2 separate regions of the Mus musculus genome follow, and region 1 is linked to region 2. A link is a contact called in public HiChIP or PLAC-seq data. All regions are on one chromosome and are shown on one strand. Each heading gives the region's core, a stretch centred on a gene start, on an enhancer-like site or on the middle of the called end of the contact. The rest is flanking DNA. Distances are from core to core; before and after follow the strand shown. Region 1 overlaps Hhipl2 (hedgehog interacting protein-like 2). Region 2 has its middle 6.1 kb from the start of Disp1.

Region 1 (3,369 bases), core at 296-2,795, 210 kb before region 2:
AGGAAAGAAAGGGGCCATCTATCTTCCAGAGGGCTTACATAGGAGCCAGTCACAGGCAGCAGCAGAGAGGAGCGAGCTGCTAAAGCAAGCTGGCTGAAACATGCTAGATTCCCCATTGCCAAACACTGAGATCAAAGGATGTGTACGTGTAAGCCAAAGGTAATTTATTACCCCAGGTAGAAAGGATGTCAGGTGGGATGCCAGGCAGGTATGCACACTGGACATGCCATAAGCCACGTGCAAGGTCCTGTGGGCTGTGGTATCTCCACAGAAATGCTGCCCGCAGACCAGGCTCATGTTTCTTCAGTAGACAGCAAGATTTCCCAGGGAGGGAAAAGACCACACAGAAAACAGCCCACCGCCACCCAGGCTTCTTGACTGTCTGAGTCCCAGACTCAGAATGGACAGCATTATGCACTCAGTGAAGCATTCTCCTGTCTCAGGTCTCATCGGCCAAGATGACCAAGAGGTCATGGGTGACTTCTGCCTGCGGCCTGTCTCATCCCTACACCATGGCTGTCAAGATTGGGCTTCCTCTTGCCCTGGGGACGTGGGGACCACACTCTGCTTTTCTTCTTGGTACCAGGCCTTCGAAATGTTTTCTTGCTGCTTCGGGAAGAAGCTGGCTTCTTGAGGGAGCCCTTCTGAGATGCAACCCTGTCTGAGCTAGAAGTGAAGGTTGCGTTGGATGCTTTTCGGGCTGCTTTCTGCGATTCCTCCTTCAGCAAGTCCAAGACTGTGGCTGGAAGGTAAGCATTGATTCAGTGAGAAAGGGACACCCCAGGAAGAAGCTGTAAAAGGAGCCCTAAGGAACCTCACAGGGCCTGGCAGAGTTCTCTGGGCTGGCCTCCAACTCTGGTTCAAGCAATCCTCCTACCTCTGCCTCCTGAGGAACTGGTACTGTGAGTGCCGCCACACCCAGCTTGCCATAAGGGAACTGTGGTATCAATTGTTTGTATTGACATTGTTTTAATACCCCTATCAGGCCTGGCAGTAAATGCCTTCCTTTGTGGATTGAGGTCACTCCAGAGATAAGTGGTTCTGGGATGTCTGCCTAAGATTGCATCTTGCCTCTTAAAAGTCTTCCATGACTCCCTGTTTTACCATGAAGAATTCCTCACCTCAGGCTCCCTCACAGTAACCTACATAGCCTCCAAACCAGAACCTCACAACTAACTTATTTCTCTATGTCCCCCTCCCATCTGACTCCAAATTTGCATAGGTCAGAGGTGTTGAGTATCTGTTGCTGTATCTCCAGGCTTAGCACAGAACCTCCCACAAAGTAAATACTGAATAATTATCACCAAATGAATGAATACATAAACAATTGCATGCATGCATGGACGGATGACTAGAGGACAGCAGATCACAGTAGAAGCAGGCATCCCACTAATTCCGGTCTGCAGAAGAGATGCATACACTGAGCTACAAGTTAATAGTCCTCATAACCCTTTAGAGAGGAATTATGACCCCTGGAGCTCAAGACAGCTCAGCCATTGAGAACACTATCTGCTCTTGCTGAAGGCCCAGGATCAGTTCCCAGCACCACCCAGTGGCTCACAACCAACAGGAACCCGGGTTACAGGGCATCTGAAGCCTCATTCTGGGCTCTGTAGGCTCCTGCACACACACACACACACACACACACACACACACACACACACACAGGCAGTGCACATATACAAATGCAGGCAAAGCATGCAGACACAATAAATATTACAAGAAGAAAACAGGAAAGTCTGACCCTCCACCCAGGGGATTACCACGTGTTTGCTAAGGATGTGGCTGTACCCATGACTAAGCCAAACCTCAGGAAGGGACTCACCGGCGAGTGGCCGGAACCGGACCTTCTTACTCTTGGTTTTCACGGGCACTGGCTTGTATTTGCACTTGCCTGGTGGGGCTCGCCTATAAACACGGGCAGAGAGGGCAGTGTCACAAGTTGGTGAAATCACAATCACACATCGAGGTCTCCTCAGGGTGTACATTTACAAGAGCTGGGCTTGGCCCTTTCTTGTCCAGGGGCTGGGTAGTTATGGTAGGAGTGTGCGCTGAGCTCAGATGGAGAGGAGGAAGGGTCCCCAGTGCCTTCAGGAGGCAGTGGAGAATGGAGGTCAGCATGGGGTCTGGTGACAGGCACAACTGGGTCCATATCAGAGTAGCCCAGGACATCTTACAAAGCCTCAATTTATGCATCTATGAAATGAAAAAAAAAATGGTTTTCAATGGCTCACAGGGAAATAGTGAAGGTTAACTGAGAGCTGTGTCTCTGCCACACCATAAGTGACTGGTGAAGAATGGAGTTTAAAAAAATAACATTTGGACAAGGTCCAACAGATAGTAAGTGCTGAACAGATAATGGGGATGGTGATGGTGGTGATAGTGGTGATGATGGTGATGATGGTGTTGATGGTGACGATGGTGGTGATGGTGGTGATGGTGATGATGGTAGTGATGATGGTGTTGATGGTGACGGTGATGGTGGTGATGATGGTGGTAATGTTGGTGGTGATAATGGTGATGTGATGATGGTGGTGGTGATGGTGGTAATGTTGGTGGTGATAATGGTGATGTGATGATGGTGGTGATGATAGTGACAGTGATGGTGATGGTGGTGATGGTAGTAATAATTGTTGCAATGGTAATAATGAATCACTTTGGGCTGGTGAGATGGCTCAGTGGGTAAGAGCACCCAATTGCTCTTCTGAAGGTCTGGAGTTCAAATTCCAGCAACCACATGGTGGCTCACAACCATCCGTAACAAGATCTGACTCCCTCTTCTGGTGTGTCTGAAGATAGCTACAGAGTACTTACATATAATAATAAATAAATCTTTAAAAAAAAAAAATAATGAATCACTTTAAGAAAAATCCCTTCAAAGGGACAATGGGACAGAAGCTAAGCACGGCCCATCCTCACCAGCTAGCCTCGCCTTGCAGTTAAGTTGCATGTCCCCATGTGCAATGCCTGAAACAAATGGGGCTTTGGGCACTGAACTGGAACCTCCCAGCCAGTTCTCTCCACATTCATTGCTGATGTCACTGTCACCCCGTGATGGCCAGTGGCTGAGCTTACCCAGTGTCAGTCTCCTTAGCCATGGCTTGAGGCCCATATCTGTCCTCTCAGCACTCTGGCAACGTGTGTGTGCATAAAGCCAGGCTTTGTGACTCATACCTACAAGCCCAGCACTCAGGAGGCCGAGGCAGGAGGACTACCTTGAGTTCAAGACAACTAAATGAGTTCCAGGCCAACCTATAATATGAGACTCCTCTCTCAAGAAAGCCAACAATGAAGTTCACAGCCAACCGTTTCTGTCTGGTTGTGTTTGGTTCCTCAGGCTGTTCTGAGGAAAGAGAGTGGTTGGATTAT
Region 2 (3,443 bases), core at 250-2,749:
GGAGGGGCTGCACAGCCATAGGGTACACTGAGAAGACTAAGGCAGGTTTGGAAGCAGGATAGAAGCTGGGACCTGGTCCTCATGACTGCTTCTAAAATGAGAGGCCTGAGGTAATGATGTTAGGAAAACAGCTAAGCCCTTCTCTGCTTCCAGGATCCCAATCTCCTTCTGTACTTCCTGTTGGCAAAGTCTGACTGGCAAAGGAGAAATACCTGTGGGGCTCAGTGTGGAGATGCGCTGACCCAAGAAGATGCTCGCTGTCAGCAGGGAACGGACACTAGGTCTAATGTGGACCGCAAGTGTAATTAGCATGTTGTGGGTTAAAGAACTGGATACTAGACTTCCATTTGATTCCTCCAGCCTCCTTTCTGTTTAAAATAAAGGAGGGCTGGGAGATAGGGAGAAGGGAGAAGCAGAGAAGGGGGAGGGGGAGGGGCGGGGGAGGAGGGGAGGCTGAAGCTGGTGGGAAGAGGCCAGGGAGCACTGAGAACTCAAGAAATGTTGCCAATGGGCTCCTTGGAGAGACCGCTGGCAAGGATGTGGGCGTGAGGTAGCAATCACTTAGTGTTTTCTTGGAAGGGTGGGTCCCGTGCTCCATTTTTCAGAAACGCCGCATACGTTCCCCTTACATTCTCCAGGCTCCATGCCTCCACTATCAAAATTCCACAGGACTGCAAGGAGGGATGAAAGAGGTAAGGAAATAAAGACCCTTTTATGGCTCTGTCATGCTCCTCTTCCCCCAAGGAAAATACAATTAGCCTGCACTGTATTTTCGTTTAACTTTCTGAAAGAATGGGGAGGGGACAAAAGGAAGTGACATCTTAACAAATCTACATAGTTCTGCAGGGAAGGTGAATCTCCCCTTAAAATGGCTGAGGTTACCTGCACAATTATAAACTTTTTGAAAACAATGTGGTTTTAAATGATTGTTTATTTATTGGCAATTGCATTGTTCTCGAGCTTAAACTTCTAGGTGACAATGTCTGCCCTGATGTCCTGGGTATGGGTAAGCCTGAGAGGCACCAGAAAGAAAATAGCCTTGGGGTTCCTGCATGCGAGGGTCGTGCTCTACCACAGAGCAACATTCCTACCGCACAAATATATTTCTCCTCACCCTGAGACCCAGCACTGAACATTCGTTTTCTTCCTAGCTGTGAGCTCTCTGAGTTAAAGCTGTGGGTCTATTTTAATTATCAGACCACAGAGTGCAATTTTACCGAAAACTGGCTTGTTTTGCTAGTTTGTATTGGAATTGAGTAGGTGAAGACCCCTGCCCCCACCCAGGAATATTCTGCTTAGCTTTGATTTCTTTTGAGAGAGTGGGTATGGAAAACAAAGTGACATTTGTATGCCGGTCACTCATATGGCAATGCCCATTGTAGTCCGGCAGTCCCAGATGTGGGAGTGCCCATTGTTGCTGAAGAAAGACAAATATGACTACAATTTCAAATGACTAACTTGTCCTTAGGGACGCACCCACCCAGACCTTCAGCTAATGGGTACAATGCCAAGATTCCTGCTATGTGTCTCTCTTACTCTTGGAATCTACTGTTTTCAGTCATCAAGAGGTCAGAAACAGAAACACCTGACTGTTTTGTAAGTCGCCTCCATGGAAACCACACCAGCTTCGTTTGAAATCCACAGGAGAACAGAGTTGATAAGGGCATTATCTTATTTCTAGTTATAAATATGTTTGCTTCGAGCAGAGTGTGAGGGCTGGGGAGATGGCCTAGTAGATGACGCATTTGCTACTGAAGTATGAGGGAGGACCAGCGTTTGGATTCCCAGAGACCTTGTAAAAGCTAGGTGGGTGTGCTGGGCCACCTGTGACCCCAGAGCTTTGGAAGTAGAGACGGTATTTTTGGAGCAAGGTGGCTAGCTCACTAGCTGAAGTGGCAAGCTTCAGGATTGGAAAGGAAGTAGCCTCAGTAGATGAAGTGGAGGGTCATTATGGAAGACATTCATGCAACCTTTGGCCGACATGCATGTACGTACATATGTACATATGCACGCATGCACACACACATACACACACACACACACACACACGCTGCACCCATACACGTATGCCCAGTTCTGAGTGCCCACCACATATGAGAACACAATCTATACACTCCTGAATACCACACACACATGGGGAAAAAAAGAGTGTAAATTGGTATTAAAAGTGTTTGCATAGGATCTACAAACCTATATAATTTGTCCAAAATTCTTAGGTGGGGGAGAAGATTAGGATTTGTTTAATGAGCATGGAGTTTCGTTTTGGAAAGATGAACATGTTCTAGTAGCACATGATAGCAGAGCTGGTTGATTTTGTCACAGCTCGACACAAACTAGAGTCATCTGGAAAGAGGGAACCTCAATTGCAGGAACTCCTCCATCAGATTGGCCTGTAGTCTAATCTGTGGGGGCATTTTTGTTTGTTTGTTTGATGATCGATGGAGGAGGGGCTGGCCTACGGTGGACCAGGGTGGTGTGAGAAGATACCGAGCCTGGGAAACACACTAGGTAGCGTTTCTGTGTGGCCTCTGCTTCAGTTTTGCCCCCCGAAGTTTCTGCCTTGAGTTCCTGCCCTGACTTCTTTCATAATGGACCCTAAGTTGTAACTGAAATAAACTCTTTCCCCTTCGAGCTGCTTTTAGTCATGGTGTTTATCACAGCAACAGAAAGCAAAGGCCGGTGCTGGTGGGTCACATGGTGAATGCAGTTCCTGCTGCCGAGTTAATCGGTTACAATGGTGTTAGGCTTCGGATTTTGATTATCTCCCAAAGACGGATTGGGAGTTAAAGGTTTGGTCCCCGGTGTGGTGCTATTAGGAAGCAGAGGACCATTTGGGATGTGGGATTACTGGAAGGAAGTTAGGGGATGAAGGGGATGTTGCAATTCTATCCCTCTCTCTCTTTGTTGTCCAGCTGGCATGGGGTGAACAGAGTTTCTCAGCCCTGCCCTCTGTCATGACACATGCCAAGTGGGATGACGAGACAAGACAAATCTTTTTTTTTTTCTACAAAAGTTTTTTTTTTTTTGTCATGGTTATTGGAAGATGACTAACATATATGACTAACATACATGACAAGATTATGCTGCTTATCACACACACAAAAAAATCAGCATATCGAAAGTCATGTTCTTAATTATTTCAATGATCTGGGCATGATAGTTCATGTGTATTATCTCAGTGCTTGAGAAGTAGATGTGGGAGGTTCTGGAGTTCACATCCAGCCTTGGGTAGAATAACAGGTTTGAGGTTAGCCTGGGCTACCAGAGATGGCTCAGCAGGTGAAAGCACTTGCCATGCAAGTTTGACAACCTGAGTTTGCTCCCTGGAACCCACATTAAAAGTGAGATGCTGTGGCTTCCATCTGTATCCCACGATTCCTACGGCAAGACGAGAGGCACAGGTAGATCTGGCCAGAGGCACATGGCTGGGCTAGCCAGAAGTA

What was found. HiChIP or PLAC-seq counts read pairs in DNA pulled down with a chosen protein or histone mark.
Region 1: a contact with region 2 is called in a FOXA1 HiChIP or PLAC-seq map of pancreatic cancer cells. The contact joins two enhancer-like sites.

The regions. Positions count from the first base shown.
Region 1 is chr1:183,433,582-183,436,950 of GRCm38.p6, reverse strand. It overlaps Hhipl2 (hedgehog interacting protein-like 2), which reads right to left. Exons shown (of 9, transcript NM_030175.5): 8 at 1,826-1,908; 9 at 1-742. The coding sequence ends at 471. Among named protein-coding and RNA genes, the nearest start is that of Hhipl2, 17 kb to the right of the region's middle. Within about 2 kb of position 1,545, at least 14 of the 459 cell types and tissues checked have an H3K27ac peak or open chromatin away from gene starts, as enhancers often do. A contact at or near this core is called in pancreatic cancer cells, where this site is marked.
Region 2 is chr1:183,225,882-183,229,324 of GRCm38.p6, reverse strand. No RefSeq gene overlaps it. Among named protein-coding and RNA genes, the nearest start is that of Disp1, 6.1 kb to the right of the region's middle. Within about 2 kb of position 1,499, at least 8 of the 459 cell types and tissues checked have an H3K27ac peak or open chromatin away from gene starts, as enhancers often do. A contact at or near this core is called in pancreatic cancer cells, where this site is marked.